Linked DNA regions of Sus scrofa: region 1 is linked to region 2. A link is a contact called in public Hi-C data. All regions are on one chromosome and are shown on one strand. Each heading gives the region's core, a stretch centred on a gene start, on an enhancer-like site or on the middle of the called end of the contact. The rest is flanking DNA. Distances are from core to core; before and after follow the strand shown. Region 1 holds the start of CHML (rab proteins geranylgeranyltransferase component A 2). Region 2 holds the start of BROX (BRO1 domain-containing protein BROX).

Region 1 (4,733 bases), core at 1,652-4,151, 370 kb before region 2:
AACAACTGGTCTATCAAAAGGAAAATGTATGTATACAAATCCTCATACGTGTATTTTTTAGATGTAAGTAAAAAAGGTAAAGGCCTGGGTCTGTATGTTAAAATGCCTTTTTTTTTTTTTTTTTTGCTTTTTAGAGCTGTACCTGTGGCATATGGAAGTCCCCAGGCTAGGGGTTGAATTGGAGCTGCAGCTGCCAGCCTACACCACAGCTCACGGCAACGCTGGATCCTTAACCCAGTGAGCAAGGCCAGGGATTGAACCTGCATCCTCATGGATACTAGTCAGGTTTGTTACCAGCGAGCCACAATTTTCTAGTTGGCTTAGAAAATTCCTTCTGATTGGGGTGGGACCAGAGCAGGGATGATGAGAGAGAGAAAAAGGATGGAAAAGACGAGGAGACACATCAGGGTGGGGCTGCAAGATGGAACGGATGAGGAAGAGGGGGACGTTGGTACCAATAAAGACCCCAATACACTCGTCTCCAAGCTCCCGGGCACGGAGCTGGAATAGAAACAGAATTTACCAGCACAAAGTCTTTCTTGTAGATCAGAACTTTCACGTCTGTGACCCAGTATCTGCCACTGAGGATATGTCAGGCTCTGCATGAACGGCCCTCTTTAAACCTCAGCCTTGCCTGAACACTGCCGGCAGGCATCAGACATTAATATAAAGAGTGCAATCTACTGCATCTATAGCAACACCTACACACACCTATAGCTTCCTCCCAGGTTTCAAGTCTTATATAGTTGAAGTTCTCAGATTAATGTTTATTGGGAAAGGGTTGGTATTATTAGAATATCAGAATCACTGAGGCCATCAAATAAGTGAAATTATGATTTCTACGACATTTTCTTGTTTCCTGCAAAATATAAAAAAAGAGGGCTTCCCATTGTGGCTCAGCAGGTTAAGAGCTGGACGTAGTGTCTGTGAGGATGCGGATTCAATCCCTGGCCTGGCTCAGTGGGTTAAGGATCTGGCAACGCTGCAAGCTGTGGTGCTGGTCGCAGATGAGGCTTGGATCCAGTATTGCCTGGCTGTGATGTAGGCTGGCAGCTGCAGCTCTGATTCAACCCCTAACCTGGGAACTTCCATAGGCCACAGGTGCAGCTATAAAAAGGGAAAAAAGAAAAAAAAAAATATATATGTAGGTATGTATTAAGGAATCATAACATACATAATATTTGAGTTTGTTACCACATAGGTTAGTGATTATCAATATTTTGATAATGCTACAAAGGTTTTGCTCTTCTAAACCTGTTAAGATAAAAGCAGTAATAAATTATTAGGGATTTTAGGACTTTTTAAAAGGAAACTTACGACCTGAGAAATATACATTTCTATTTCAAATCTTTGTATAAGTGAAACTTCTGGACCACACACACAAAAATAGTTTCTTTCCCAAGCTTGGAAAAATCACATCTTCAATGACACGTTGGGTAGCTCGTCCTTTGAAATGTCAATCTCAGTGAGATTTAAATCTTCAATAGGAGTAAGAGTAGTTTTTTAAAAAATTTCAGGGAGTTCTCGTCATGGCGCAGTGGTTAACGAATCCGACTAGGAACCATGAGGTTGCGGGTTCGATCCCTGCCCTTGCTCAGTGGGTTAACGATCCGGAGTTGCCATGAACTGTGGTGTTGCAGACGCGGCTCGGATCCCACGTTGCTGTGGCTCTGGCGTAGGCCGGTGGCTGCAGCTCCGATTAGACCCCTAGCCTGGGAACCTCCATGTGCCGCGGGAGCGGCCCAAAAAATAGCAAAAAGACAAAAAAATAAAAAAATAAAAAATTTCAATTAACGATCAAGTTCTAGTTTAATGAAATCTACTGGCTGCATAGCTAATTATCTGTCCATTTCAGTAGGGGTTCTCTGAGCCATTTTTGCAATCTCGCCTTATATTTTGGTGTGGTGGAACCTATAAGGAGGAAAATATAGTAAAAATAGCTTATAGAGCACAATTTGCATTCTGAGGACCTGAATAAAACTATTTCACTTCCTAGAAAGCAAAGGTTTACAACTGATAATGAGCATTTTAAAAAAAAATTTACACATTGTTGCTATGTCAGATTTCTACCTCTCATTTTAGCAAAATAATATATGAATTAAATCACTTCTCATCACCCTCTCCAAGTTTCACAAATACTACCACTTTTTTTCTTGAAGTTCTTGACTTCACCCTCTCGTTTCTTTCCTCAAAGTGTCAAAACCACTGTCTCGGGCCCTACTGAATTAAATCAGGAGGTGAAAGCAGACAAGTGAGATGAGCTCCCGAGCAGGTGATTGAGGAGCTGCGGCAGCAGGCTGGGGTCTGGGTGGGCGAGGGGCCTGGGAGCACGGGGAGGGGCGGAGATCAGCGAGCGAGGAGGACCGGTGGAGGGAGTGAGGTCTGGGAGCGGATGAAGTGAGGCGGGGAGGCCGGAGGAAGAGATGTCGAGGCGGGGGAGGCGAGGTCAGGAGAGCACAGCCTCTAGGTCGGGGCGCAGAAGGAGGCGGTCTCCGCCGGCACTCACCCTACAGGCTGCTGATGAAGCCGTCTCACGCACCATCCGCGCCGCCCCTCTGTGGGGCGCGAAAGCCACCGCGGCCGCGAGAACGGAAGGCAGCAGGTGGCGGAGGCTAACGATGAGCAGGGGGCGCCCGGCGAAGCGGGGCTGCGGAGCCGCTGGAATTTGAAGTAGAGGACGAGCAGCAGCAGGATGCTTCCGGCGCAGCAGTGCCCCGCACCCGTAGTCGCCCCGATAGGCGGCGTGAGGGCCCCACGGCGCCCTCGCCGCCCCGCCACCTCTCTGGGTGTGCACGCCAGGCGCCGGCGCGCACCGCTCTGGTTGGGGCTCTGCGCGGGGCTCTGCGCACTCAGAGGTCCCCGTCGCCCCTTTCTGCCCCTGCGCAGACCGCTGACGCCGCTCGTAACCCCGCCCCTTCCCGCCCTGTAGCCCCGCCCCTACCCCCTCCCTACCGTAACCCCGCCCTTTCCCTCCCTGTAGCCCCGCCCCTACGCCCCTCCCAGCCGTAACCCCGCCCCCTAGCGCCCTGTAGCCCCGCCCCGGAGCACCTCCCAACCTTAACCCCTCCCCTGCTCGCTGTCCAAGCTGCTTCCTGATTCGCCGGGTCCTCTCCCCACGCCCTGAGGTCCCCAGTAACCCGCCACCGCCGGCACAGTCCGTGGGGGCCTGGAGGCAAAGCATCGCCGGGGGCTCCTCTCTCCGCAGCCCTCCTCACCCAGCTGGAAGGGCTCTCCTCTTTCCCCACTCACTCCCTCATTAAGGACCATTTATGGCAGGATCCTTTGGCTTCTCCCTCTCCGGGAAGCTGTTACTACCCGCTCGCGTACTGCACACTTGAGGTAAGCCCCGGCTGCACCCCAGGCCTGCTCATTTTGCCCTTGCTGTCCTCCATGCAGGGGCGCTGTGGCGACTGAGGCGGCGCCCTCGAGCTCCAGCCCACATCTCGCAGTTGCAGAGAGGTGGGTGCTATACCTGGGGCAGCACCTCTGGCCTTTTACCCAGTGAAAATAGAGGGCAAGGCAAGCATAGGTCCCGGAACTGACCGTAGTCTTTGCGGGGTGCACAGTCCTGAGCTGGTCCTACAGGCTGTCCTGGGCGCCGCTGGCCAGCACTGTGCCTGTGCAAGGGCGAAGGAACTGCCCTCCACGAGGGAGTGTGTCTCCCACCTCCATTAGAAGATCCCTAGAAAATTGCTAGCTTCACTGAACCCCGGTTTTGTGGGCCTTGGAGATATAATCTAATTGTCAAGACAAGGTTACTTCCTATCATGGTGCATGGAGCAATAGCTGGTGATTTTTTCTTAAGGCTTCCGATCTGGACTTGTCCTCTAGGGGACTCACCCACCCAGTCCTTTTAAAAACTCTAATTTTATATTTTAGATTTATACAACCATTTAACAAGCTCTGTGCCTAATATCCGTTGTGTTTACAACATGTGCCTAGTCTACAGTAAGGTCTTAATAAATAGTAGTTTGATGCATGCTTAAATGAAGAGGGACTCTGTGTTTTTTCCCAAGGTATTCATTCATTCTTTCATTGGTGCTGAGTTCCTGTCCTCATAAAGCTTATGTTCCAGTCGTGTTGGGAGAACAGATGATAATCAAATATGTAGTGTTGTGAAATGTGCCATAAAGAAAATAAGACAGGAGCTCCTGTTGTGGCTCAACAGGATGCAGCCACTGTGACTGCAGTGGCTCAAAAAACATGGATTTATCGTATGATCCAGCCATTCTGCTTCTAGATATATAGCCAAAAGAATTAATTGAAAGCAGGGGCTGGAACATGATTTTGTCCACCAGTGTTCATAGTAGTAGTATTCCCAATAGCCAAACGGTGGAAATAAACCAAATGTCCATCCACAGAAAAATGGATACACAAAATGCGATATGTACATACAATGAATATTATTCCATCATAAAAAGAAATGAAATTCTAATACGTGCTGCAACATAGATAAATCTTGAAAACATTATGCTAAGTGAAATAAGCCAGACACAAAAGGACAAATATATGATTCCGCTTCTGTGAGGGACTGAGAATAGGCAAATTCTTAATGACAGAATGTAGAATAGTTCAGGGCTGCGGGGAGGGCGGGATGGGGAGTTAGCGGTTCACGGGTACAGAGCTTCAGTTCGGGAGGTTGTCAAAGTTCTGGAAATGAAGAGCGGGGATGGTAGCACAGGTAGATAGTTGATTATGCCACTGAACTGCTCACTTAAAATGACTGAGATGAT
Region 2 (5,066 bases), core at 2,015-4,514:
GAATATACACATTTTAATATAAGTATATATGAGACATATACATAAATAAAATACTTCATTGCTCTAAGTCAGTCTGGTTTTAGTTGCCTATTTATAGCAGCCTATGTTTAGATTAAAAAAAAAAAAAAAACCCCAGCATTTGGAAATGTGCTCAGAGTAACTGCAATGTTAAATATACTAAAGCAGTGATGATTAAACCTTAACGTACATAAAAATCACCACGGTAGGGGGTAGGGGTTCTTGTTAAAATGCAGCCTCTGATTCAACAGTCTAGGGTAGGACCTGAGCTGGTGATGCTGCTGGTCCCTAAACTACAGCTCTGAGTAGCACAGTACTAGACTGTGGCTGGACAGCTGCAAATAAGAACACAGGACCAGAGAATATAATTCCAAAACAGGTTCAAATGGTGCCCTTTATTTAGACTGCTAAGGTTACCTGAAAGAAATGGGTTTAAAATTAACTGTATTTTCTACAAGACACTGCAGATGCCAAGTTGTAGCATGTGTGCTATAATAAATATGCTTTCCACAGAACAGCTAATAAGAGTTTAATGACAAAAACAAGCACATAATGCTCGGTCAATAATGTCTCTTCCAAACACCAAAATATCTGGAAAACTACCTTAGTGAAATGCCAACTTAAAAAATTGAATCCCACACCTTTTAGTTCAAAAAAAAAAGAAAGGAGTATGTCACTTGTTTAAAGTCTTTGGGTAGACAAAGAAGATAATACAGGACAGTCTAACTGAAGATTTAAACATGGCGAGTGGATTCCAGCAAGTAAGAGCCTAGAAATCTGAAGGCATTATACAATGTCGTTCATTGACTTTTCTTACTGGGAAAAGGCTGCACGGTGTAAAAAATACCTACTTTATTCATTTATTTATTTATGTCTTTTTTTAGGGCTGCAGCTGTGGCATATGGAAGTTTCCAGGCTAGGGTTCCAATAGGAGCTGTAGCTGCCGGCCTACACCACAGCCACAGCAACAGCAGATCCAGGGCTGTGACCTACACTACAACTCATGGCAACGCTGGATCTTTGACCCACTCAGCGAGGCCAGGGATCAAATCCACGTCCTCATGCACCCGGTTGTTACCGCTGACCAGGACGGAAACTCCAAAATACCTACTTTAAACATCTCCCTTACCATATTTATTCAAAGCGAAACCGGTTTTGGAGAGCACCAGGTACTTAAGAAAGAGAAAATGCATTGCGTATTCAACGAAAAATTGAGCAAGTTCATTTACGACTCAAAACGTTTAAGGTTCTTCAAAAACATATAACCTTCTAAACAATATCCATATAAACTTCCTTTATCACCTAAGTAAACTAATACACCATCTCTGCGCACATAAAACCAAGCCTTCTAGTGATAATGGCACACAATACTCTTGATTGTGACAACAAATTTTCTACAAGTACTCTTTGAAGGCGACCTCCCATGTCCTGGATGAGGATGTCTGAAGTTCTGAAAATCTTAACCTCAGCAACGCAGGGGTGGGTACCGTGCTCTCCGCCCCGTCGGATCCCTCGGGGTCAGAGATCCGACTCCAGTGTTCGACCTTTCCGAGGGTGGGTGGAAGGACGACACACCCACCTGCAGGTGTGACGGAGCCTCTACAGCCACCAGCACAAGAGTCGGATCGAGGCTGCCACCTAACCCGCCTCTTCCCGAGGAATCCGATTACTGATACGGGTCCACCCACTCAGGAGACCCTGGGTCTCCCGAGGAACCTACCTCAGTGCCGCCCCCGAGGCTCGGAACCTCCACTTCCTGTTTACCACCCAGCCTCTTCCTCCGGTGCCCCTTCCGCCTTAACGTAGGAGTTGCGCAGGCGCACACCCTAGCGTGCCCTGCCTGAGCAGACATTTTTGTGGAAAGCCGATACTATCTACCCGAAAGAGGCAAGCAGAAGGCGATTAGGCAACCCCCCATTTAGCTTGTAAGATCCCCGTGTTAGTGGAAACGCGGACAACAGGATTCGGCAAACCTAGATGTTTATAGCATTGATTAGCGGGACCAGTACGGATTTTTTCTCATTTGTTTCAAGGATACTTTGGGGACCACAATCCGGGAGTCTGTAGAGATGGTGTAAAAGGAGGTGATCCTATAGGTTGGGACTCCGTGGAGACAACAGGGGTAGGGATAGCACTGGCAACATCCATCCTCATGACAAACTTACCGGATCTCTCGGAGTCTGCACAGTAGCCCTTCTGAGGGAAGAAAGGCAATATCCGAGTCCTAAAACGAAAAGGGGTGGGAGTCGGGACTACCGAACTAGAGCGACGGGAAACCAGGCCTGCGCGAGCTGGGTCACGTGGCACGACAGCCATGACAGCTACCGAGGCGGCAGTAGCACGGTGCTTAGGGGCGGGGACGGCCGCATTGGGGCAGCCCCCTTACGACACTCAGTTCCTCATCCATTTCTTAGATACTCCTCTAAGGGCGTTCCTCTTGAGCTCGGTCTCTCCTCCAGAGACGAAGAGCGGAGCTAGCAGAGCCTCCCGAGCGCAGCAAGAATGCCACGATAGCAATGGCTGCCGCTCGGGGGCGCGGGGCGGCCTCAACCTAACGCGGGGGCGGGGCCTCGGAGGCGGGGCCTCGGCGGGGCGGCCTCCTCAGAGCCGCAAAGTTTGGCTGTGGCGGCAAATGGGCTTGGGCGGCTCCTTGGCGGGTGGCGGCGGTGGCCGTAGCGGTTCCTCCCGGCCCTGTTAATGTCGGGGCCAGGCCCGGGGAGGATGGCGCCCTAGAGCCCGGCCTTGCTGGGGCAGGGGCGGGAGGGGACGGGGTGGGCACCGGCCATGTCGGAGGTGACCCGGAGCCTGCTGCAGCGCTGGGGCGCCAGCTTCAGGCGAGGCGCCGACTTCGACTCCTGGGGCCAGCTGGTGGAGGCGATAGACGAATATCAGATGTGAGTGCCCCGCGGCGGAGCGGCCCGGGCGGGCTCGGCGGCCGCCCCTTCCCCTGGCGGCGTCTCTCCGCACTTTCTGCAGCCTGGGCTTCGCAGGGCGGGGCCCCGCAGCCCTGGCCCCGGGGACGGCGGTCCGCCCTCCGCCTCCGCAGGGCCAGTTCCGTGCAACAGGTAGCCCTTCTTTGCCGGGCGCCGGCCCTGAGGGCCAGTCCTTAGTTCCTTCCACCGTCTCGCGGATCCCCGCTCTGCAGCCAGTTCCCTTTCCTGCTTTTTTCCGCTTCTCCGGGTGGCCGCCCCTCGGCTTCTCTGGGAGTCTCTGTGGAATACTCGTGTGAGGGGCCTTGCTCCGCGTACCGTGCCCGCCTCCTCGCGTGGGTGGGACAGACGGGCACTGCTGGCGGCGGACCGAGGGGGTGTCCCCAGGAAGCAGCGAGGCGGGAGGTGTCTCATCAGCTGGGAGGAAGGTCCCCTCTCGCGCCCCTTCTCCACCCCTCTTTCTGGTGAGCCGTGTTTTCCCAATTCACCTCGATTCTGTTTCGGTTTCTGGGACTGTTATTTGCTGGGCGGTGTCAGTCCCACCCGCCCCCTCGCTCGGTGGCTCTGGGTGGAGTCCGCGCAGGATGTGAACAGAAGAGAGCAAAATGTGAATTAATAGACTACGCGCAGGAGCCACCACTCCCTCTTTGGGTCCCTCCTCCTTTTCCTGTGTATGATGTGTAGCCGTAGGGTACACGCGAGCACCAGGTTCTTTGATCCACCGAAATCCAACTTCTTTCCCTTTCTGGTTGCCTCCCAAAACTTAAGGGATGTTTTTAAAATTAAAAGAGAAAGTTTGCGTATGCATAAAACGTTGCCCTTTTCTAGCACATTTCGCTGAAAATAAGAACTGCCTGCTAAATTGCTATTGTTTGCAAACTGTTGCCATCAATTACTTCTCAGTTTTAAAGAAAGTTATCGTTTAAAACCATGTAGTAAAATCTTCCCCCGCCCAGTGTTTTTTGGAAAGAATACAGGAGTAGTGCTTGGAAGATCTCAACCCTTTATTCTTTGCAGTAGTTGTCTACAGTAGTTAATCGGACCGCTAAAGATAATTTAAAATCAGTTCCACCTCATCTTACTGCCTTGGAATTGCCTGTAGGTTTAAAAAGCCCTGCAACCCATCGTACTCTGGGAACTTTTGCCTTGTGTAACAACTGCTGGCGTTTGTTTTACACTTCAGTTGATTTCACTTGCTCTTGCGAAGGCTCAGGGAGGATAATAATATTATTCCTATTTTGCAAATGAGGAAACTGAAAGCTCAGGCTAATAGGATTACCTAGGGTCACAGAACTATACCACTGAAGTCTGGGGTTTTTTTTTGTTGTTATTAAGTTCCAAATTCTGGCAGCTCTACTGTGGATGTATAAGACATTTTATTTACGAGGTGGAAGTAAATTGAACCAATTAAATGTCCTTCATCATAGAGAAGGATCCTTCCAGACCGTAGCCAGTTAGGCAGGGAGCATCTCTGTACTTGTTGTGTGTGTTAACCAGCAAATCCTGAAATCTAAAGCGGCCTCTCACGTGTGAAGGGGCGGGATTTCACAGCTGTTGGCGCTCAGCAGCAGCCCTCCCAATGGAAAGAATACCATGTCCAATTGAAATTACAAAGGAAAATTGAATATGCAAGCTGTTTAGCTGGAATTTCTAGAAACATCTCAATAAGAGAGTAATAGGCTTGGACAAATCCATTGTTGAACCTCAGTTACTAAATTTGGAACTGCCTGATTCAGAGTAGTTCTCAAATTATTATGTAAACCACCTGCATCAAATTTGAGGAGAAGTATATAATGATTGGCTTAAACTTCGTGGACGTACAGGCTATATGTAAAATGAGGTTGACTTTAAAATTAACATATTCAGGGAGTTCCCGTTGTGGCTCGGCTGGTAATGAACCCAGCTAGTATCCATGAGATGCAAGGTCGATTCCTGGACCTGCTCAGTGGGTTAAGGATCTGGTGTTGCCGTGAGCTTCGTCGCAGGTGGAAGACACAGCTCAGATCTGACATTGCTGTGGCTGTGGTGTAGGCTGGCAGCTGTAGCTCTGTTTAAACCCCTAGACTGGGAACTTCCATATGCCGCAGGTGCGGCCTAAAAAGAAAAACAAATAAGTAA

What was found. A called contact is a pair of places that touch in the nucleus more often than the background predicts.
Region 1: a contact with region 2 is called in a Hi-C map of liver, with 4 times the contacts expected there. The contact joins the promoter of CHML here to the promoter of BROX in region 2. A contact is called at or near these places in 3 of 5 promoter capture datasets (fetal liver, fetal skeletal muscle and liver), 2 of 47 Hi-C or Micro-C datasets (liver and skeletal muscle) and 1 of 2 datasets of contacts at active chromatin or transcription factors (alveolar macrophages).

Annotation. Positions count from the first base shown.
Region 1 is chr10:11,833,640-11,838,372 of Sscrofa11.1, reverse strand. It overlaps CHML (rab proteins geranylgeranyltransferase component A 2), which reads right to left and starts at 2,901. Exons shown (of 2, transcript XM_021064370.1): 1 at 2,507-2,901. WDR64 (WD repeat-containing protein 64) reads left to right here and starts at 3,086. Exons shown (of 28, transcript XM_021064368.1): 1 at 3,086-3,339.
Region 2 is chr10:11,464,371-11,469,436 of Sscrofa11.1, reverse strand. BROX (BRO1 domain-containing protein BROX) reads right to left here and starts at 3,264. Exons shown (of 13, transcript XM_013980031.2): 1 at 2,184-3,264. AIDA (axin interactor, dorsalization-associated protein) reads left to right here and starts at 2,588. Exons shown (of 10, transcript XM_003130513.6): 1 at 2,588-2,912. The coding sequence starts at 2,803.